7 separate regions of the Mus musculus genome follow, and regions 2, 3, 4, 5, 6 and 7 are each linked to region 1. Evidence: chromatin contacts called from public ChIA-PET, HiChIP or PLAC-seq and promoter capture Hi-C data. All regions are on one chromosome and are shown on one strand. Each heading gives the region's core, a stretch centred on a gene start, on an enhancer-like site or on the middle of the called end of the contact. The rest is flanking DNA. Distances are from core to core; before and after follow the strand shown. Region 1 holds the start of Atp2b1 (ATPase, Ca++ transporting, plasma membrane 1). Region 2 has its middle 140 kb from the start of Gm8633. Region 3 overlaps Gm8633 (predicted gene 8633). Region 4 has its middle 48 kb from the start of Gm10754. Region 5 has its middle 9.6 kb from the start of Gm20110. Region 6 has its middle 32 kb from the start of Gm20110. Region 7 has its middle 120 kb from the start of Gm8633.

Region 1 (2,878 bases), core at 367-2,866:
TCCGGCTCTGCCACACACAAGGACAGGGAGTCTCCCTAGGGAAAGCTGGTGGCAGGGCAAGTGAAGGCTCTCCATTCACTCAAATGGGCCACTATCCAAAGGGATGCCCTATGCGCGCTTTGTACAAACCAGGTCCTTACAAGTACTTATTATTATAAAATACACCTACGCTGAGGATCAAGAACCTTATTTTAAAGTAAGACTGTCCTCAGGTGGGGGAGGTGAAGCACAACAAAGCCTTCCATGTTGAAAGGCAGACAGTCCAGACATGCATATACCTCCACTCGTATGAAAAAAAAAATCCATATAACTAATTTATCAGGAACAGCAATCGATACCGACAGGAGTCATTAGATTATTAATAAACCCAGAAAAGTAGCATGCATAGCAGCCAAAGGTGGCTGTCTGCAGCGCTCTAACCCCTAGGAAGGGTAAAAAAAACAGCCTACCGAGGAGGTTCGCGTCCTTACCAAGGTCCTGCAGACCCTTTTACCCACGCAGACCAGCCCCAGCTTCCCCTTGCGGGTCCGATCACCGCAACAGCAAAAGCATTCCCAATGCTAGAGTCCCGCAGTAAACTGGTGACTGAAATGTGCAGAGACCAACCTGGGCAAAGACCGAGGCGCAGACCCAGGGGTCGCTAACTAGCTAAGACACAAAATTCTCCTGCAAGATGAAATAGAGAAGAAGCCCCCGCCACCTCCGCCCCCCCCACCCCCGCAATAGGAATGCCACCCTCCTTTCTTACTGACCCTTTCCGAGGACAGAGCAGATTTTCCCCCTTTTAAACTAAGTACATAAACATGAATCGGAAGCACCCGTGAACATCCTGGGGGGCCAGACTCAAGACCTGAAGAGAGCGTCCAGGCGGCTCTTCAACTCCCCGGGAGTCACCGTCCTGTCTGACAGGCATCTATCACACCATCCTCTCCGGGGGGCCGACGACAAACCTTCACCTTGCACGGGCAGTACCTCCCGGGGGCCCAAGCCAGGGATTAAATGGGTGACCCTCCCGGGTCGCAGGAAGAGGGAGTGCCGGGGCACCGCTGCCCTCAAGGTCACCACATGCCGGGGTAGGGGCGACCGGTGTTCAGATGGGCTGTGGCGGCAGCAGGGGCAGCCCCGCGAAGTCCGAGAGCCCTCGGGTGTAGACGAGAAGCCACCGGGACGGCGACTCCGAGCTGGACCCGGCGCCGAGGCGCGCGGAGAGGAAGCCTCCTCACCTTTACGGTCTCCTAGCAGGAGCGAACCCCGGCGGCGCCGCCAACTTCGCGGGGACCCGCCGCGCTCCACCCCGCGCCCAGCTGTCAGGACCCCCGCCGCGCCCTGCGCGCCCCACCCGGCCTCCCCCGCAGGTGGCCGCCCCCGCCGCGGGCAGCCACCGGCCGCCACTCACCTCGCCCGCAGCGGGAACCATTTTTTCCGAGGGGAAGAATCAAGGAAAGCTAGGCGGGTGGGTCCGGGGGATGGCGGCGAGGGGTCGCGGGACGTGCCCGCAGCCGGCTCGCTGGGTTCGGGGCGCCACGCGGAGGTGCGGCTGCACCTCGGGAAGGAGGCGGCGGCGGCGGAGCCCAGAGACTCGGCGTCCACCAGCCGGGGCTCCCTACTCACGCTGCACCGCGAGGAGGCGGCGGCGGAGGAGGAGGAGGCGGCGCCCGGCCGGCCCCCGCCCAGAGCCCGGCGGCCGCCGAGTGGCCGCTCGCGTCCCCGCAGGACCCGCCTCCTCCGCTCCGCAAAGCCGCGCTCAGGGCGCGCCGCGCTCGGCACAGCAGCTCAACCGGCCCCGCGCCGGCGTCCGCAGCAGCAGCAACAGCAGCAGCAACGGGCGGGGTGCAACCCGGGGCGGGGTCCGGGGACACCGGTCCGCAGACGCGGAGCTCAAGGGGCAACGGCCAGCTCCGGGGCAGGGGCCCGGTGTGCACCGGGTGACCCGCGAGACCGCCCGAGCAGGCAAGGGGGGAGGAGGGCGCTCACCCGTTCCGGTCCGACGCTCCCTTCTTCTCCACACCTCCACGCCTCCCGCTCCACGCTGGCAGCGCAGCTGCTCCCGCTGCCTCTGCCACCGCTGCGGATGCTCGCGCGGCCGCCGCTGCCGCCTTGGCTGGGCGCGGTCACGTGACGCGGCCCGCGGGGAGCCTGAGGGCGGGCGGGCGGGCGCGCGCGCGCGCACGAGCGGAGGTAGCGCCGCTCGGACCGGGACTGGCGCTTCCCGGAGAGGGCGTTTAAGGGGAGGATCCGGCGAGCGCGGCCCCGCCTGGCGAGCGCGCGCCCGGGGTGGGGTGAGGCGGCGGGGATCAGAACTTGCAGCGCGCGGTGTGGAAAGGGTGGCCTGTAGTGCGGGGCGGGCGACTCGCGCCTCCGCGCGCCCCTCCCTCTCTTCCTTCCCTGCGCGCCGGGCTCCCGGCTGCCCCCGCCCCCTCCTGCGCTGTCGCCCCCTCCCTTCCCCTCCTGCGGCGGCTTCCGATTGGCCGTCGGGGCTCTGACGTCTGTGTTTCCATGACGTGTCGGGGCCGGGGAGGGCCGCGGGAGGGGGCGGCGGGGGAGGAGGGGGCGGTGACTCCGTCCGTCACCGCCGGTGCCTGGGCGCGCGGCCCGGCGGCTCCTGCAACGTGAGGAAGCCGGAGAGCGACGAGTGCCGCCGCAGTGGGACGCCCTTCACTTGGGGTCCCGCTCGAGTCGCCCCCGGGTGGAGGCGATGCCGGGTCACGGGACGGGAGAGCGGCTCGGCGCCCACTCCCTAGCGGACCTGTCTCCTGTCCCGGACGGTGACGCACTCGCCCGACAGCCAAAGTGCCTTCCCTTTTGGGAAGAGAGCCCACTCGCCCTGTAGGCGCGCTGGCCCGGCCACCGACACCGGGGATCCCCGCTGCAGCGCCCA
Region 2 (2,927 bases), core at 170-2,669, 700 kb after region 1:
CAATGAGTTGACATCTAGACTTGAATATAGAATTAAGTGTCCCATGGGGAAATGGAGAGACTTTGTTTAGATATTCTGCCTGGTGCTGTTGAGCTGGTCCTGGGTTTAATATGTCTGTGTAGATTTTAAAAGCTGGAGAGCTAAACTCAAAGGACACAGTGTTTAACATGAAACATCAGAGATAAATACAGGGCATGCTAGCAAGAAGACTCTCCTCAAGTTTGAAGAAAACTTTGTGCAGGAATTTGCAATGAATGAGATCTGGTCTGAGGCTAAAAAGCACAGAGACTTCTGTGCTATGATTACAGATCTTTTGAGCAGGTTGATATAGAAAAGCAAATTCATTTCCCTAAAAACTCTCTACACTCACTCCTGGAGCTTTAACGGTCCTGTAGAACAAATGCACATGTCCATATATTTAGTTTATTTCTGTTACTCTTCCTGTATCCTGTTTACACCATAGTATGTAAAGCAAATTGTATAGTGGTATATGCAGAGATGAGATTTGAGAATGACAAAAAATACAAAACAATAAAAACAAACAATAGTGAGAGGAAATTGTTTTCCAAAAGTCCAGCCTCCCCGAATAGATTAAAATGAATACCTATTTTGGGCTTGTTTTGAAAAGTGAACCTCTCCCCTTGTACTTACCTTCCCCTGCATGCAGTTTTGCCCTTGGTAACCTTTTTATGGCACAGACTCCTACAGCTGAATCTTCTTTTCCTTTATATTTCTTACCTAGTGTCTGTATATGATGAATCATTGTTTTCCTCAATTTAGGAAGGCAATGTTCTGATGACTGCTACAAGTGTTTACTTAGATTGCCATCCCTCAGTGTACTTTTGAAGGAATCCCTGTACCCATAGATGTGTACATGATCTAAAACCTGTAGCAACTTGCAAGGCTAGTGATGATGGAGAATATGGGACACAGAAGAATTTAAGGCATTCAAATTTTGCTTTTAGTTAATTTTCCTTGTTATATTCATAATAGATCAGTTCATCTTAGTGGCTAGCAATGCAAGATTCGAAGGTGAGGCTATGAACACTATACTGCATGTGTGAGATGCAAACTAAACAGACACCTCTACTATTTTTCCTGACTATTGGAAATACCACCATACAGTTGTCTACCATACATGAAGATCCTGTGTTACTGTTGGAAACACAGACATGTATACATTCATCATGACTTCCTGCCATGAATGTGGGAGACACAGTGTCATAAATTGCATTTCACAGATGTGGTTAAAAACCACACTATTATAAACATGTGGCTGAAATTAAAGTTTTTTTTCTTCAGTGCTTTCTTTATTTCTTTATCTTATCTTGGTCTTGTCTTGTATTGACTCTGTGGCCTGGTTAGGCTCAGTTCTGAATTGTGAGACCATTGTCATATGCTGGGCTAAGCTCCATGGTCCAGATTACTGTGTGTGGGGCCTAAATTCCATTTCAGTGAAGCTAAACGATCATATATCTTTGTTGACTATAGTCTTTTGGGAAAGTGAAATGTAGGGAAGAAACAGGATTTCATTCTTTATCTTTGGAGCTCCAAAGAGTCAACATCCATTTCTGGTGGTGAGGCGTGGGTGTGGAGAACGAATCCATGCTGCTACACTGAAAAGTAAAACAGAAAAGAACTGGATCTATTTTGGAGTCCTAAATAAAATTCTTTGGCTAATAGCATGCTTTTATCTTTGCTTGGCACTTTGTGTTTATTAATCAAATGGGTGGAACTAAAAATTGCGAGGAAGAATGAGTCACTCTCGAGTAATGCTTTTTTACTGTCATTTTAAAGTTGCTAGTTAAAGGCTTTCTCAAGAGTCAGATGAAAATCATCACAGACTGCATGATCGGTTTGTGAGAATTCTGTAGAAAACGCCAGTCCCTGGAGACAGAAGCAGAGTAATATTCTGGTGCTGAAGTTGGAAACGGAGAGTGACTGAAAATGGCATAAGGTTTCCTTGCAGAGACATCAAACTGTTTTACAATTAGATGGTGGTGATGGCTGTATGACAATAAAGTTACTATAACTGAATGGCATGCTTAAAATTAGCAAATGATATGGTATATTAAAAAGATGATTTGAAAAAAAAATAATGAAAACCAAAATAACTCATCAAGCAGTGAATGCCACAGACAGGCAAGCCAGATAGATTCTAACCAAAAAAAATGGAGGATAAAATGCTAGTTTCGACAATAATCTATCCAGGTAAGTAGCAATGTTTAGGTTTTTGTTTTCATGAGCAGATTCTGGACAATTTAGCATCAGCTTTCAGTGTAAAGGGACCTCTAGTCAAGAGCTGTGAGTTATAAATTTGAGTTGTTCTTGACAGTGAAAACAATGCGACAAAACGATCTGGAAATACTTTATTAATACGGTCTAAATGTAATGTATAGCAAAGGTATCTATCACCTAGTTATGAATAAGAATTTGTAGGGCTAGTGAGAGGTCCCAGTGGTAAAAACAAACAAACAAACGAACAAAACAAATAAACAAACAAAGCAAACTTGCTGTATAAGCATGAGAATAGGAGAGTTGATTTCCAGCTCCCGTGTAAGTGCTGAGAAGTTCTCGCAGCCACCTTTCATTCCAGTGCTTGGAAGGTGGAGACAGAAGATCCCTGAATTAAGAGGGTTAGCTAGACTAGCTGAATCAGCAAGCTCTGAGATCAAGGGAGAGACTATGTCTTAATATGTAAGGTGAGGAGTTATTAAAAACCATCCCTCACATCAATCTCTGTCACCCACATACACTCACACACTTGTGCTCACAATATATAAATAAATGTACACACACACACACACAGAGACACATGCCTCAAAATGTATATTCTATTTTCATATACGCAGCATATAATATTTGTTTGTCTTTAAGCAATCACATTATGGTAAGGCTTCATACATAAGCTATTCATGGTGATAAAG
Region 3 (2,770 bases), core at 48-2,547, 580 kb after region 1:
TCCTTCTCTCATATGTCCTTTATTCAGCTGAGATCCAACCTAAATACCTAGCTAGTGAACTTGTCTGTTACTAGACTGGCAGATATCAGAACAGAGGAGAAGTGTTGATTGGTAGGTGAGAGATATAAGTTTAAAAACAAAACAAAACAAAACAAAACACAAAACCAGGAGCTGATTTCACAGTGTAGAAGTAGAATTACCTTTTTATTTCACTCTCTTGAGGGAAAGAAAATATTTCCTCACTATTTTGGTTCAGTTAAATCCTAAAACTGCAGTGTGATGGCTGAAATTCTTTATTAATTTACTTCTGCTCTGTACTTAGAAATAAAGAACTAAGCCTTTAATTAGCTTAACAACAAGGTTCATGTATTTTTTATTCTCTACTTGAACATATGTCATTAAGATATATAGATGTAGATATAGATATGCATTATAGGTATAGGTGTAGACATAGATGTAGATTACAAGTATAGGTATATTGTGTTAGTTATGTGAGGTGCTTGCCATGGAGCATGTGCAGGCGTGTGAGGACGGTTCTGCCATGCTTCCTCCATTCCTGTGGGTTCCAGGGTCAAACTCAGCAGGTCAGGCTTTGAATCCCAGGGGCAAGTTTCTTTATCTGTTAAGCGTTATCATCATCTCTAATTTAGTATTGCTCTTTCCTGTAGAAGGATTTAGATGGATATTGATGTATAACAACGCTGCTTACCGATATAATAATTCAAGTGTCAGAAAACCCTTTGTTGTTAATATATAAATTATTATCTAATTATATTTTCCTACTATAAGAAAATAATTCTCTGAGTGACTTGGACAATGTAAAGTTGGGGGAAAATTTCTATCCTTAACTTTGGGAATAGATGTCGGTAATTCCAGTGAGGCTTCCAAATCCAGATGACCCAGTTCATTTTATTTCAGGGCAATGAGCAGATGGTGAATGTTCTCAGTCTATCTGGCATTAACGTGCACTCTGTCACCATAAGACTTAACAGTGGCAGATGGCAGTTATGTTAGCAAACATTCAGTTGTCCCTGCTCCATTCTGCCCTTAGGACCGAGGAAGGCCCAGCCATGGCTCAAAGCTGAGTCTCCACTAATCCTGAGGAGAGAATGTCAAGCCACCGGAAGCCCTCACTTATGTGAGCTTTCCGGGCAGCAGGTACAGCTGGGCCCTCTTCAAAGGCTTGTGGATGCCCTGGCCTCCGTGTGAAATCCTTTCAACTATCCAGTGACATCCCAGGACCTGGCTGAACAAATCTATGGGATGGGTGGGGTTTCTCACCCTCTGTGGAAAGTTGCCCGGATATTTAAGGACAGCCTTTCTTGGCCTCTGTGGACTTTGCTGAATAGTAATGCAATGAGCCATCTTTAGCAGAGTGTTTTTCAATAACATGAGTCACTAGATGGTTTTGGTTACTGAATGAAAACATTAAGAAAATCCTGTGATTTTCACACCCACCCCCAACCCAAGGACACTCTCTACTTTCTGGAATCTAGGTGGGAATATGTCACATGGGATTCTGCAAAGTTGTTGGTGACATCCTAATTGCAGCATACCTGGTATAAGATGACAATAGCTCTTATTATTTTTTTAAAGTAACTGAATTACTACATCAGTAAATTAAGACTATGAAGATACTGTCTTGAGAAATGTTCAAAGTCTGACAGAATCTATAATGTCCATTTGTTTTAGGATCTTGCAAAGTACATTCTATAGTAACACATTTAGGAAATGCATTCAAAGAATGTCTGAGAGACTATCAAACCATTTATCTCTGCTTTATGGGCAGATACTTTTCACGTATAAGATTTTACATTTCTAATCGTTTGAACAACCTCTTTTGACTCTGCTAGCTCTTAATCCTAAGCAGATCAGATGGGCAAAGCCTAACCAAGACAAAAGCAACTGATAGCTTAAATTGCACACATTCAGCAATGCAGACTTGTTACCAACAGACCTCTGAGCTATGCCAGAAAAGACATTAGATCATTCACATCTGAGTTGGGAAATGGAGCTAAAGGGCAATGCTGCAGGCTTATTATTCATTGCAGCTTGAAACATATGTAAGGATAAAGCCTTTCGATCCTGGTCACAGCCTGACTCACCAGCTTACCCATGACTCGTAGCCATAAGCTGCAATCTGTTTCTGGACTCAGGTCCTGCATGACTGGAGTGAAGTGCAAACCTTTTAACAGCTCACACGGCTCTCTCGACACTGGTCATGTTGCTCTGGGTACTTTAACAGTCTATGTGTGCTAGCTTTTAGGAAGTGGAAAGTGGCTGCCTTAAATGTGTTGGCAAAGTATCAAGATGGCTTAGGAGGGAGCAATGTCAGTCTTTGAGCAAAACATTGGGGGTACGTTAGACACACATGTTAGGACAGGTAGTCCTTTTCTAAAGATTTAGATAGCTAAATGTATTGACTAAAACAAGGTGCATTTAGAGGCGTGTTAGAACAAACTTATCTAACCTAATTGGCTCAGGTTGTTTTTTTTTTTTAAATTTCAATGGCACATTCATAAACACATCACAGTCTCATATAGATGTGTATGCATACATATGCACATGTATTTATTTGATTTGTTATTATCTAATATATTTCTTTAAGCCATATTTTCATCTCTAACATGAAACCTGTTGTATTTTATGTGAAATGCAACTTTGATTTCTTAAGTATGAGTACAGAATAACATTCTTTAGTGTGATTTTTTTGTGTAGGAGTATAAATCAAATGGATTCAGATTTCTATAGAACTACATTTTGATTTCCC
Region 4 (2,700 bases), core at 26-2,525, 900 kb after region 1:
TAAAAAAACATAGTTCATACCATCAAAATGACTTTTCCTTCTCTCTGTGTACTTTAATCCCATATTCTTTTGGAATATACAATGCAAAATTAAATATGGCATTAGCTATTATTATAATTTTAACATGTTCAAACATGCTGAGTTCTTAACATTATGAATATCATAGGCAGGGAGGTTGATCAGCATTAAAAAAAATGTCTTCTAAGGCATCAAGTGAGGGATGGGGTTGCCATCCTGCAGTCAAAAACTCTGACACATAATTGTTCCTGTCTGAAAAAACTGCAGGGACAAAAGTGGAGAAGAGCCTGAGGAAAAGGACCTCCAGCAATAGGCCCACAGTGGGATCCAGCTCAAAGGGAAGTCCCAAGGCCTGACACTACTACTCGGGCTATGGAGTGCTCATAAAAAGGGGCCTATCATGATATCCCCCAAAAGACTCAACAAGCAGCTCAAAGAGTCAGATGAAGATACTTGCACCCAACCAATGGACAGAAGCTGCTGACCCCTGTGGTTAAATTACTGGAAAGCTGGAAGAAGCTGAGGAGCTGGGTAACCCTGTAGGAGGACCAGTTATCTCAATCAACCTGGACCCCGAGATCTCTCAGACACTCCACCACCAACCAAATAGCATGAGGCCTTCAACACATATACAGCAGAGGACTGCCAGCTCTCGGTTCAGACAGAGAAGATGCACCTAGCCCTCAAGAGACTTGAGGCTCCAGGGAGTAGGGAGGTCTGGTAGGGTGGGGGTAGAGAGGAGGTAAGGGATGTGGAACAGTCAGAGGGTGGACCAGGATGAGAAGTGTAAAAAAAGTGATTAAATAAAAATTTTTTTAAATGTCATCTTATAGCTAGCTTACTGAAGTTTAGACTACTTTACAGGGAACAATGTTCACAGGGATCAAAGTTCAGGTAGAGAACGGGATGACGGGAGTGACCAACCAGGTCTAATTGGCTGCTCTAACAAAGCAGAAACTGAAAGCAGTGGTAAGTTTGTCTACAAGTGTTCAGCCAGGTATTGGCTTCTGGGAAATAAGAGTCGGTTTAAAGAAAATGATTGGCTTTTTATTCTAAATAAGTGGTTTTAAGGCAAGTTTCTGTTTGTAGCATATAGTTAAAAGTACCAGCTACAAAGCAGTGACTGGAATGCATTCTCTCTATTGGAATGGACGGAGAGAAGCAGAGGAAATGAGACAGCAGACAGTGAAATGATGAACCGGGCAATAAGCAGAACTTACTCCAGGTACTTTTCCCTCATTGAAGAAAGACAAAGTCCGGGCCACATCCACAGCTTGATCAGAGTCCACAAATCTCCTTCTGCTTAATGAGAATTGACTCAACACCTAAGGAAGACAAATTAGTGAGAGGCTCATTGAGCCATTCTAACTTTGCTGAATTCAGAAAGAAGCAATAAAAACTGTAGCAACGTCTTGTGTATTACCTCATTACAGTTGGGACATGATGATTTATGGCAGAAACTGTCTGCATAGACAATGCGTATGTGGGCTTGCTAGGATTTAATGAATTGTAAGATAATTAATCTTCCAAAGTTTACATTTCAATCCAGCCATTAAAAAAAGAGATAGATCCATCAGGAAAAAAACGTTTTGTTCTCAGGATTCAGACTCCTTTGTCCTTCTCTCCCCCGCAAGCTTCAGTAAATTTCTGATTGTATGCATGCTCACTGCCATCACAAAATGCAGTCTGTGTGGAAAGCCTGAGGTTTTTCAGAACCTTGTCTCCTCACCACCAAAAACTGGCTCTAGTCACGATGTGCTTAATCAGAGTTACGTCCAGGCATTTGCAACACCTCAGAGTAATGAAGACGTTTAATAGTGGCCCATGCAAGGATCAGTTTAAACATACATGGCTACAGTACTCTCTTACATATGTATATATCTATTAGTAAAGGCCTACAGGCATCAAATTCATAATTATTTATAAATTATTTAACAAGATATAAATCCAATCTGCTAAAATTAATTTTGACATTATTGATATTAAAGGGAAAGATGATCTTTTCAATGACATGATTGTAGATGTGAATTTTCAAGAGCAGAAGTAGAGGGAGAAGCCACCGTTGGAAGATTACGGGTGAAATAGAATTGGTAAGAACTAAGCAGGATCAAGGCTATGTCCACTGGTGAGACTCATAAAACCACCCAGCAGTCATAATACTGAGGATGTGCTCAGTACTAACAAACAGATCAGAACAGTCAGGGATATGGACACTGATGTAATGGTGGTTAGTTTTGGGGATAGTATTGCAAAAATGTGTACCATATATACTATATTACATGTCATCAATCAATAGCAGGCTGTGAAGCTACAGATGTCCTGGACTAAGTTCTATGGAAATTCCCTATTGTGAAACACAATGGAAGGGAGTTCCTTAAGAGTTTTGTGTGCCACATCTTTATTCTCAATCCCATCTCTCATCCCTTCCCATATCTGTCTGCACTATGTGATTTTTATTGAATCTCTCTTGTACCTGAGGATTAAGCTTCAACATGAGCTTTTTCTTTCCTCCCTTAACGGGATTGACAATTGAAATACATGTATTTCACATGTCCACTCAACTTAACTATAGTCTGTTGTATAGAGTCCTCTCTTGATCCATTCTGAGTCAAAACTAACCACCATTCTATCCCCAAAACTAACCACCATTACATCAGTGTCCATATCCCTGACTGTTCTGAT
Region 5 (2,771 bases), core at 186-2,685, 680 kb before region 1:
TATTGCTTCTACACTGTGCCTGCCTGGCACTGTGCTTCCTGCCATGCTAAGCATGGATTAAATCCCTAACCCTGTAACCAAGCCCCTGCCCCTTATTAAATGCCATTTTTAAAACTTGCCTTGGTTACAGTCTCTCTTCACAGAAATAGAACAATAAGACAAATCTCATTGCCTTATTTTAGATACACGAAAAATCTTGTTTGGGGGAAGTTGAGTCAGCTATATGGCAAGTGCGGCCAGGGCAAGCACTTGAGCTTTAAAATGTAATCTGGGACCCTCTCCGGTTTGCACTGTCACCCTAGGCGTGTGAGAGATTTAAAAGAGAGAAGAGCATAGGTTTAGGTGAAAAGAAACTTGATTTAATCTAAAGACCCGGTGACAACAGCAGGTTAGATAATGTTCTTGATTCTCAGTTTTCCCATTTGTAAAATAACACTCAGAGATACTCTGCACTATTTATTTGATGACATTACTTGTCTCTCAAGAATAATGGGAATATGGCATTAAAATACAGGCCCTGACATGCACATACTTAGATTCACCATGCCTGGGTATCACTGCTAATTTCAGGGCTACCCTCAGCTCTTCCTCACAGACAAATTGGATATATATTTTTAACTTGCCAAAAATCACTGAGTCTTGGCTCAATTAAACTAGTACATCCAATGTGAGGAGGGATTCCAAGGAAAGCGCGGCATTCCCTTCTCTCCTGTGAATACAACAGATTTGTAAGCCTTCCTTTGCTTTCTTGAGTCCCAAACAGAAACCGGCACAAAGGTCAGTTCTGTCTATTAGAGACATAAGAAAAGGCAATTAACTTTAGGGACCCTTGCTGAGGAATCGCAATCATGTTCAAATGTTCATTTGGATCTACCCAGCCAAGACTCACAAGAACAGAGTGCCTCCAAATTGAACACAGAGCCCCCCAAAATGCTAGGCAAACCCATCTGTTATTAGACGCGTTCTCACGCCCGGCCAGGAAAGATGCAACAGACCAGAATCTTCTGCGGCAAAACTTTATTGCTTACATCTTTGGGAGCCAGGAGAGCAAGCGCCCAGCGCCCAGCCCCAAAAACGAAAGCCCCTCCAAATAATTTTTAGGAGCCAGAGCTCCGGCGCGCCAAAGCGCAGAGCGTGCTCTATTGTTTACATCTTTAGGCAGCGAGCGAGCGCAGGGCGCGCAGAGCCAGAGAGATGCCAGCGAGAGAGAATGGCGGAAAACCCCGTCCCCTTTAAGGAGGAGTGACCCTTCACTTAGGACGCATCACTCCCTGATTGGCTGCAGCCCATGGCCGAGCTGACGTTCACGGGAAAAGCAGAGTACAAGTAGTCGTAAATACCCTTGGCACATGCGCAGATTATTTGTTTACCACTTAGAACACAGGATGTCAACGCCATCTTGTGACGGCGAATGTGGGGGCGGCTCCCAACACCCATCTGTGCTCCTTTAAAACTACAATGGTGCTTATAATCTCTCAAAGGAGCTGTCATGGCTCTGCTCAATACCACTGTCTTTAGTAAGCGATAGTCATGTTTAGAAAGAGAAGGGCCAGTTAATGTGTTTTCTTGTGAGCCTCTGTTTACTGGTATATCTTTGACATTCGTAAAAAGGAATTTGAGAGGAAAATACTCTTTACCTTATGGGATACTGGTCTTCTAAAGTTCTATTCTTTGATGGCTTCGTGTGTGTGTGTGTGTGTGTGTGTGTGTGTGTGTGTGTGTGTGTGTGTAAAATGTATTCCAGGAAATGTTTGTTCTTCATTTTGTGAGTAAAGAATCCTCCCACATGTTTGTTGTGACCTAATATTAATACATCATCTTAACCTATCTGATATCTCTGCTAAGTTTTAACATGCCTATAATTTATGAAAGGGTGAATTAAATTTTAAAAATCTGTTGATTTGCCTGCCTATCCCTGGAGTTCCATTAAGTTGCAAGGCATCCGTATGGTCATTGTATTAGGGTTTCTATTTCTGTGAAGAGACACTATGACCACAGCAACTCTTATAAAGGAAAACATGTCATTGGGGCTGGCTTACTTTTCAGAAGTTTAGTCCATTGTCATCATGGCAGGAAGCATGGCAGCATGCAGGCAGACACAGTGCTGAGGAAGTGGGTGAGAGTTCTACATCTGTATTCAAAGTCAGCGTGAACAGAGAGTGACATAGGGCCTGGCTTGAGCACCTAAAGCTAGTGACATACTGTATTGGCTGGTTTTGTGTGTCAACCTGAGAAAGCTGGAGTTATCACAGCGAAAGGAGCCTCCCTTGAGGAAATGCCTCCATGAGATCCAGCTGTAAGGCATTTTCTCAATTAGTAATCAAGCGTGGGAGGGTCCACAGTGGGTGGTGCCATCCCTGGGCTGATGGTCCTGGATTCTATAAGAAAGCAAGCTGAGCAAGCCAGTAAGAAACATCCCTCCATGGCCTCTGATTCTGCCTCCAAGTTCCTGCCCTGTGTGAGTTCCTGTCCTGACTTTCTTTGGTGATGAACAGCAGTGTGGAAGTATAAACTGAATAAACCCTTTCCTCCAGTAGTGGCTATTCCTGGTTGTCAACTTAACTATATTTGGAATGAACTACAATCCAGAATTGGAAGGCTCACCAGTGACCCTTATCTGGAGGCTGGGAGATAGAAGTTTCTGATCTGGATCTTGGTATGGAGACCTTGAGGCATAGTGGCTACAGATCCCAGAAGATTAAATCTCCGAGTTCAAGGTCATCTGGGATTAAAGGTGTGGTGGAACACACCTTTAATCTGGGCTACACATT
Region 6 (2,998 bases), core at 420-2,919, 660 kb before region 1:
AATGATAGTCTAGGATGTACTTTACCCCTGAGGACTTTTGTACAGACTACATTAAATAATATAAGGTCTCCCAGCTGTGGTAAAATATCTGGTAAAATGTTTTTATCACATCATTTGCAGATGAATAGGAGCCGTGAAGAACAAGAGGATTCTCATGCAGGGGAAAGGTTCCCTGCAAAGTTAACACCAGAGATGTTTCTTATCATAGCTGGGGGTGCATCTATCAGAGAGAAAGCCAGGGATGCTCTTAAGCATCCTACAAAGTTGCCCATTATCAGCCCCAGAAGTTAATAAAAACCTGATGAGAAACCCTTCTGTCACAACATAGTGAAAATGCCGCTAGCTCAGATGTGAAAACCATTTCCACAATTGCCATGACTCCCCTGAAGTTTTGAAACCCAAGCAGAAACAATACACCATGTTCGTATTCCTTTGCGCTAGACGGTTGATTCTCAACCTATCGGCTGCAAACCCTTTGGGGGTTGAATGACCATTCCACAGGAGTTGCCCAAGACCATTGGAAAACACAGATATTTTACATTACCATTTATAAGAGTAGCAAATTGCAGTTACAAAGTAGCACTGAAAATTTTATGGTTGGGCTTCACCACAACATGAGGAACTGTACGAAAGGGTCGTAGCGTTAGGAAGGCTGAGAACCACTCAACTAGAGGCTTGACCTTAATCTGCCTCCACCACTACCCTTTGGGAGTCAAATCAGATACAGATCTCAGAATCTAGACCTCAGAGCACACCGGCAACTGCGCCTGAAGAATGGTGTGCTGGCCAGTTCAATTCTGCAGCCAGTCCACTAGGGGGCAGAGAAACACTATCAATCGTTCAGCATTTGCCTGCTAGCGTCGGAGAATTTAGTAATGTAAATCTTAATAGGAATGTTAAATTGTTACTGGCCCTTAAAACATTTAAAGATTCTCTGAATATTTTTATTAAGAACATGTATGTCTTTGCAGTCCAGGAGACTGGTTCCAGGATGGACTCGAACTCCCATCGTGTCTGAACTGTGAAATATGGCAGTCATTAAGTTCGCCACTGTGTTAAGTGGAGGTTTAGTAGCCGTTGATGGCATTGTGACTGTGAGGACTATTATTATTTAACTTTAATAACATATTATGAATGTGCTGGTAAAATACTTTCTTTTATAGAGATTTGATTCTACTGTGGGATAATTTGTAGCAAATCAGTTCATGGAATTACATCTACCAGGATATAACCTATCAAAAAGTGAGTATGCACAGAAACTTTACAGTGAACTCCAAACTGGAAAAAAAATAGCATAATTTTGGTATTGAACCAAACTCAACCCAAGAGTCAGTTCTAATATTCCTTATCATGCATACTACAGTAGAGTGGAACTAACAAGAGCGTTATATTACCGGCCTTTGATAATGTAAGATATACATAGATATATCTCTCTCTTATGATTTAAATTTAACAACTGTGGAGATGAACATTATATAAGTCATCTTTAAGGTTGGTCCTGCGACACACACACACACACACACACACACACACACACCATGATTATGACTAATGAGAGTGAAAAATCTCTATCCAAAAACCACTTCAACTTTCCCTAACCTGTATCCACACGCACACATAGAAGTATAAACAAACAAAAAGCTGTTTGGCAAGTGTTTTGGCTTGGATCTGAGTGACGCTGTCAATTCCAGTAAATAAGAAATCCGTGACTCAGAAAGGTTGAAGCATTGTATCAGAAAACCTAGACTTTGGGAGACTGGAGAGAGGCCAATTACCCAAGTCTGATCACGTGCTACGTGGAGGTGAAAGTGGTCTCTGCCAGGTCATTGTCTTGAAGCTCTGGGAAAAATGTATTTTATGTCCTGTATCTCAACTAAGGAAGAGTTGTAAACATTGTAGTCTATGAGTGGACAGAATAGCAGTTACAGCAGTTCCTGGCATGTATTAGCCTGCTAAATATTACTCATAATTATCATATCATTTTAAAGGTAAGCCAATCCAAAGATTCTTTTGTTTTACACTAGATGTGATTTTTCTTTCTAAAGCATTAAAGCACAGTATTTCTAAAAAGAAAGAAAGAAAGAAAGAAAGAAAGAAAGAAAGAAAGAAAGAAAGAAAGAAAGGAAAGAAGGGAGGGAGGGAGGGAGGGAGGGAGGGAGGAAGGAAGGAAGGAAGGAAGGAAGGAAGGAAGGAAGGAAGGAAGGAAGGAAGGAAGGAAGGGGAAAAAAAGAAAAACAATGGACTGAACGTACTGGACTCTATGGGTGTTAAGAGACTTGGGGAATTTGGCTCAATTTCAAAGCTGTCCCAAGACAATCATCATAACCGGGCCACCATCACTCTTCTGCCTTGCTTGTGCCTCCGGATATACCCTCTCCCCCCACCTCCTTTTTATGTAAACAACAGGTGCAAAGACTGGAGGGAGGAGAGAATATTCTTTTTTTCTTTCTTTCTTTTTTTCTGTCTAGCCACCAACACTGGGGTCAGAGTAAGGAGAATCACAACATGCAACAAAGGAAAGACACTTGAAGCCATTGAGAAGCTTCTTCTGGGAAGCTCAGAGCTCATTCAAGATTTGACCGCTTTTGCCAGATTACAAGAAGTTCCACTGGACGCGGAATAATAACTGGTTACTTTTAATTTGTGAGAAGATTGAAGGTCAAAGAAAGTGAAGGATCTAAGCACAGGAGTAACAGAGCAAATAAACCCAGATGGAAATTCTCGTCTTCATGTCAGCTCTGCAACAAACGGTTAATGCCTTGATGTGTTGCCATGGAAACAAGACCCCTATGTCAGGTTGACATTGATTCTAGCAATGGAGAAAGTGCCTTGCATTCTCTTCAACCTTGATTGTATTTCATTCAGAAAAAAAAAAATCTTCATTTTAAGAGATCAGCCCCATATCCTACGAGGACCAAAATACCAATACGGGCAATATGGTAATGTGAAATTCCATTACTGAAAATTTGCAAATTCATTTGTATCACATCTTATTTAA
Region 7 (3,017 bases), core at 518-3,017, 680 kb after region 1:
GTACTATATTTAGGGTGTTTCTATTTAAATGTACATGGTATTCAGAGACATCTTTTTCCTTAAGTTTATTTCTCTTTCCATATAACAAATATTACCTGCAATTACTATTCAACTTTAAAGAAAAATTCAAGTTTGCCATTAGTAATGGTTTAGGTATAAATTATCCTAAAGAAAGAATAAATGTCCAAAGTTTCATGCCTATATGGTGGGGCCAGTAAGAGGGGATTTGGTTGTTGGACTGTAACCTCATGAATGACTGGATTCACTGGTAAGTTTAAGCTAGATGAGATCTTCAAAGGTGGGATCTGGGTGGAGGAACAGGGCCAATGAGGGCAGCTCTTGAAATAAGCAGCTCTTGTTATACCTTCCAGCTGTCATAATGTTCTGTCTTGCTGTAGAACCACAATGCTATGGAGCCACATAGCTAAACGCCGACCCTATGAAACCATGAGCCCATGTAAAATGGTTTCTGACAGAAATTTTGCTATAATAATAAAAATTTGACTATGGCAAATATATCTCCATCACTTTCATGGCACTCCTAGTAGTTGAATGTTTCCTGCAATACTCTTCCAGTGTTTTCATCCATACGGGATTTGTGGCTAAAGACACAAAATTTTGATGTTAGAAATTGGCCATTTAATAAATGAGCACTGTGTTGTTACATTCTCTCTGTGAATAAATACCATTCATCCTGTTTATAAAACAGAAACATACAGAGATTTGACTGTTTTTGATTTTCTGAGCAAAAAAGTCCAGCATGTTTACTGTGACAATTTCAAAAAACAAATAAACAAAACAAGCAAATAATTGCTTTTATAAGTTACTCTCTTTCCTTCATATTTCTTCAACAGATCAAATTCAGGTTTTCCAATGTGGTGGCAAATGTCTTCACTTGCTGAGTCGTCATATTGATTTTAAATATTACAATTTTCATAAATTACATTTTTATCTATTCTAGGTGGCCTCTTATTTTGTACAGGTTATATTTTGAATATATATGAGTTCCTCTTTTATATCTCAATATTGAATAAGTGCATTGTGTGTTCATTTTGGAAAAGATGAAAGTATACAAAGGTAGAAAGGCAGATGGAATTGTAAGTACAGTTTTTCTGTTTACCAAAAGTAATTTTCCTAAACTATCTTCTTCAGACATTTTAAGAGTAACATGAAAAAAAATTAGTTTCTTTTCAGTTTGCATGCATTTACCCTGGACTTAAAGATAATTTTCTATAATGACAATTCTGAACAGATCACTACTTCACGAAATAAACGGAATTTTTAATGAGGTGATAAAGCAATTTCATTCAAATTGAAGCTTTATGATCAGAAATTGCTCATCACTGTATCATTGTAAGATGCTTTTTATGAGTAATACATTATGATAGTACACTTTTCTATTTGTCTTCCTCTGTCTCTCTGTCTCCGTGTCTCTCCATCCCCCCACCTCCCCACCCCGTGTGTCCCAAGGGCGATGAAGGAAGGAGTGGGTAGTTGCTGCTGGCAAGGAAGAAAATGAAGGTTACGTCAATTTAGGATTCAAAGAAACTAAAAGAACTTAAACTTGATGACTAAAATCTCAGACCGGAACCTGGCAATTATGAGCTGGAAGGTATTCATGCAATTTCTGAGTAACTCTATTTTTGGCTGAAAACAGTCAAAGGAATCACTCACTGTTTGAAATAAAGCCCAGGTATATTGGCACAATAACTAACAAACAACATCTCCACAGTGTTTCCAGCAGCTCTTTATTACTAAAAGAAATATAAGTGGAAAAATCTTCCTCACTCGGGGCTTCGATGATAGCCACCTACAGATATTTTCCTTTTGTAGTGAAAAGAAAAGAAACCATAATCCTTTAAATAGTTTGTTATTGTAAGATTTGTGTGAGAGCAGCATATTAAGTTATGGTTTTAAAATGAATTAACTATTTCTAACTTGTGTTCAAACTAAATCTACTTGTAAAAGCTTTTATGAAGGTCACAAGGATTCTAATTCTGCAGCTCTGCTCAATTGAGCAAAAGGCTGTTTGAATGAACCATCATATCATGGGTTCCTGCTAAGTATTGCTCAGCAGTATGGGATAATCAAAACCGTCTGGTAAAACCAGTTCCCTCATCAGCCTTGAGCGTGATTGATGGTGATGTGAAGAGCTTTGTTCTTGGAGTCTCAGGAGGCTGCCACATGTTTATTTTGAAAGGTAAGGTGACCCTTATTACATAGGAGTCTGGCATCCAGCACAGTAAGTATCTGGGACATAAAACGGGTACTTGAATCCATAAGTGAATGAATCTGTGCAAGAATGAGTGAGTTAATAAATGGGTGTGTTATAGGAAGGTACCCTTAATCCATTTCATCAGACTCTAGAATGGGTACCCTCTGTTATGAGAGTTAATGCTGAATAAGGCAATCCAGAGCGGCTTTTCACAATATGCAGCTCAACTGTCATTTCTCTGAAACATAGCTATTCTATCTGAGCAGTCTCTTTCTAGCCAAAGCAATCTTAAAAATAGCATTTCTCCAGCCAGCTACAACCAGTCAATTAAGTTGGCATAAGAAGAGCAAATGCTTGTTTTCTAAGTTTAAACATATCTGTAAAATCAAAATTCTATCCGTGAAGAAAAATAAACAAGGATGTACCTCCCGTTCCTCAGGCATCATTAGTAGTGAATGAAATTTTGTTCTATTTACTCATTGTTCACTCCTTCCTGTCAATAAAGGTCCACAGAACTCCACTAAGGTTCAGGGTTGTGATGAAACACTTACATGGCAAATGTAATGCAAGAATTTGTTAGCACTAGACATTTGCTCAGGTTCATCACAAGGGAATTGTATGAGGAGGTTAGAAGAGTACTAGCTCTGGCCTATAGGTGTTGAATACATTTCTCCATTTCTAACCCGCTGATGCTAATTTTGCTGCCTCATCACAAACTGAGTTCTGAGGATAGCCAATTGATTCTCAGTCAGCCTCACATTGAATTTTTTTTTTTTTTTTTTTTTTTTTTTTTTTTTTTTGC

The links. Promoter capture Hi-C pulls out the DNA fragments that hold promoters and counts their contacts. ChIA-PET counts read pairs in DNA pulled down with a chosen protein or histone mark. HiChIP or PLAC-seq counts read pairs in DNA pulled down with a chosen protein or histone mark.
Region 2: a FOXA1 HiChIP or PLAC-seq map of pancreatic cancer cells shows a contact between it and region 1. The contact joins the enhancer-like site here to the promoter of Atp2b1 in region 1. A contact is called at or near these places in 6 of 484 Hi-C or Micro-C datasets (cerebral cortex, cortical neurons, forebrain and 2 more) and 6 of 115 datasets of contacts at active chromatin or transcription factors (the NIH/3T3 cell line, embryonic forebrain, neural progenitor cells and 3 more).
Region 3: a contact with region 1 is called in an H3K27ac HiChIP or PLAC-seq map of the NIH/3T3 cell line, with 4 times the contacts expected there. The contact joins the enhancer-like site here to the promoter of Atp2b1 in region 1. A contact is called at or near these places in 2 of 39 promoter capture datasets (the 3T3-L1 cell line and hippocampal neurons), 1 of 15 datasets of contacts at CTCF or cohesin (the NIH/3T3 cell line), 7 of 484 Hi-C or Micro-C datasets (the C2C12 cell line, adipose-derived mesenchymal stem cells, cerebellar granule neurons and 2 more) and 5 of 115 datasets of contacts at active chromatin or transcription factors (the NIH/3T3 cell line, bone marrow-derived macrophages, neural progenitor cells and 2 more).
Region 4: an H3K4me3 HiChIP or PLAC-seq map of intestinal villus epithelium shows a contact between it and region 1, with 5 read pairs. The contact joins the enhancer-like site here to the promoter of Atp2b1 in region 1. A contact is called at or near these places in 5 of 39 promoter capture datasets (the 3T3-L1 cell line, frontonasal cranial neural crest, hippocampal neurons and 1 more), 2 of 484 Hi-C or Micro-C datasets (adipose-derived mesenchymal stem cells and uterus) and 4 of 115 datasets of contacts at active chromatin or transcription factors (the NIH/3T3 cell line, forebrain, intestinal villus epithelium and 1 more).
Region 5: an RNA polymerase II ChIA-PET map of memory CD8 T cells shows a contact between it and region 1, with 10 read pairs. The contact joins the enhancer-like site here to the promoter of Atp2b1 in region 1. A contact is called at or near these places in 4 of 39 promoter capture datasets (the C10 cell line, liver, neutrophils and 1 more), 2 of 484 Hi-C or Micro-C datasets (CD8 T cells and cortical neurons) and 6 of 115 datasets of contacts at active chromatin or transcription factors (acute myeloid leukemia, bone marrow-derived macrophages, embryonic stem cells and 3 more).
Region 6: a contact with region 1 is called in a promoter capture Hi-C map of liver, with 2.4 times the contacts expected there. The contact joins the enhancer-like site here to the promoter of Atp2b1 in region 1. A contact is called at or near these places in 5 of 39 promoter capture datasets (the C10 cell line, hippocampal neurons, liver and 2 more) and 3 of 115 datasets of contacts at active chromatin or transcription factors (the NIH/3T3 cell line, large pre-B cells and thymic regulatory T cells).
Region 7: an H3K4me3 HiChIP or PLAC-seq map of neural tube shows a contact between it and region 1, with 6 times the contacts expected there. The contact joins the enhancer-like site here to the promoter of Atp2b1 in region 1. A contact is called at or near these places in 4 of 39 promoter capture datasets (the 3T3-L1 cell line, 3T3-L1-derived adipocytes, hippocampal neurons and 1 more), 3 of 484 Hi-C or Micro-C datasets (cortical neurons and embryonic fibroblasts) and 2 of 115 datasets of contacts at active chromatin or transcription factors (the NIH/3T3 cell line and neural tube).

Annotation. Positions count from the first base shown.
Region 1 is chr10:98,913,890-98,916,767 of GRCm38.p6, reverse strand. It overlaps Atp2b1 (ATPase, Ca++ transporting, plasma membrane 1), which reads right to left and starts at 1,616. Exons shown (of 21, transcript NM_026482.2): 1 at 1,397-1,616.
Region 2 is chr10:98,211,878-98,214,804 of GRCm38.p6, reverse strand. No RefSeq gene overlaps it. Among named protein-coding and RNA genes, the nearest start is that of Gm8633, 140 kb to the left of the region's middle. Within about 2 kb of position 1,419, at least 16 of the 459 cell types and tissues checked have an H3K27ac peak or open chromatin away from gene starts, as enhancers often do. A contact at or near this core is called in the NIH/3T3 cell line, pancreatic cancer cells and uterus, where this site is marked.
Region 3 is chr10:98,332,163-98,334,932 of GRCm38.p6, reverse strand. The region is part of intron 4 of Gm8633 (predicted gene 8633); the gene reads left to right. Among named protein-coding and RNA genes, the nearest start is that of Gm8633, 18 kb to the left of the region's middle. Within about 2 kb of position 1,297, at least 82 of the 459 cell types and tissues checked have an H3K27ac peak or open chromatin away from gene starts, as enhancers often do. A contact at or near this core is called in the C2C12 cell line, the NIH/3T3 cell line, adipose-derived mesenchymal stem cells and 6 more, where this site is marked.
Region 4 is chr10:98,013,941-98,016,640 of GRCm38.p6, reverse strand. No RefSeq gene overlaps it. Among named protein-coding and RNA genes, the nearest start is that of Gm10754, 48 kb to the right of the region's middle. Within about 2 kb of position 1,275, at least 14 of the 459 cell types and tissues checked have an H3K27ac peak or open chromatin away from gene starts, as enhancers often do. A contact at or near this core is called in intestinal villus epithelium, where this site is marked.
Region 5 is chr10:99,598,220-99,600,990 of GRCm38.p6, reverse strand. No RefSeq gene overlaps it. Among named protein-coding and RNA genes, the nearest start is that of Gm20110, 9.6 kb to the left of the region's middle. Within about 2 kb of position 1,435, at least 65 of the 459 cell types and tissues checked have an H3K27ac peak or open chromatin away from gene starts, as enhancers often do. A contact at or near this core is called in CD8 T cells, bone marrow-derived macrophages, cortical neurons and 1 more, where this site is marked.
Region 6 is chr10:99,575,267-99,578,264 of GRCm38.p6, reverse strand. No RefSeq gene overlaps it. Among named protein-coding and RNA genes, the nearest start is that of Gm20110, 32 kb to the left of the region's middle. Within about 2 kb of position 1,669, at least 21 of the 459 cell types and tissues checked have an H3K27ac peak or open chromatin away from gene starts, as enhancers often do. A contact at or near this core is called in liver, where this site is marked.
Region 7 is chr10:98,231,136-98,234,152 of GRCm38.p6, reverse strand. No RefSeq gene overlaps it. Among named protein-coding and RNA genes, the nearest start is that of Gm8633, 120 kb to the left of the region's middle. Within about 2 kb of position 1,767, at least 6 of the 459 cell types and tissues checked have an H3K27ac peak or open chromatin away from gene starts, as enhancers often do. A contact at or near this core is called in neural tube and second pharyngeal arch cranial neural crest, where this site is marked.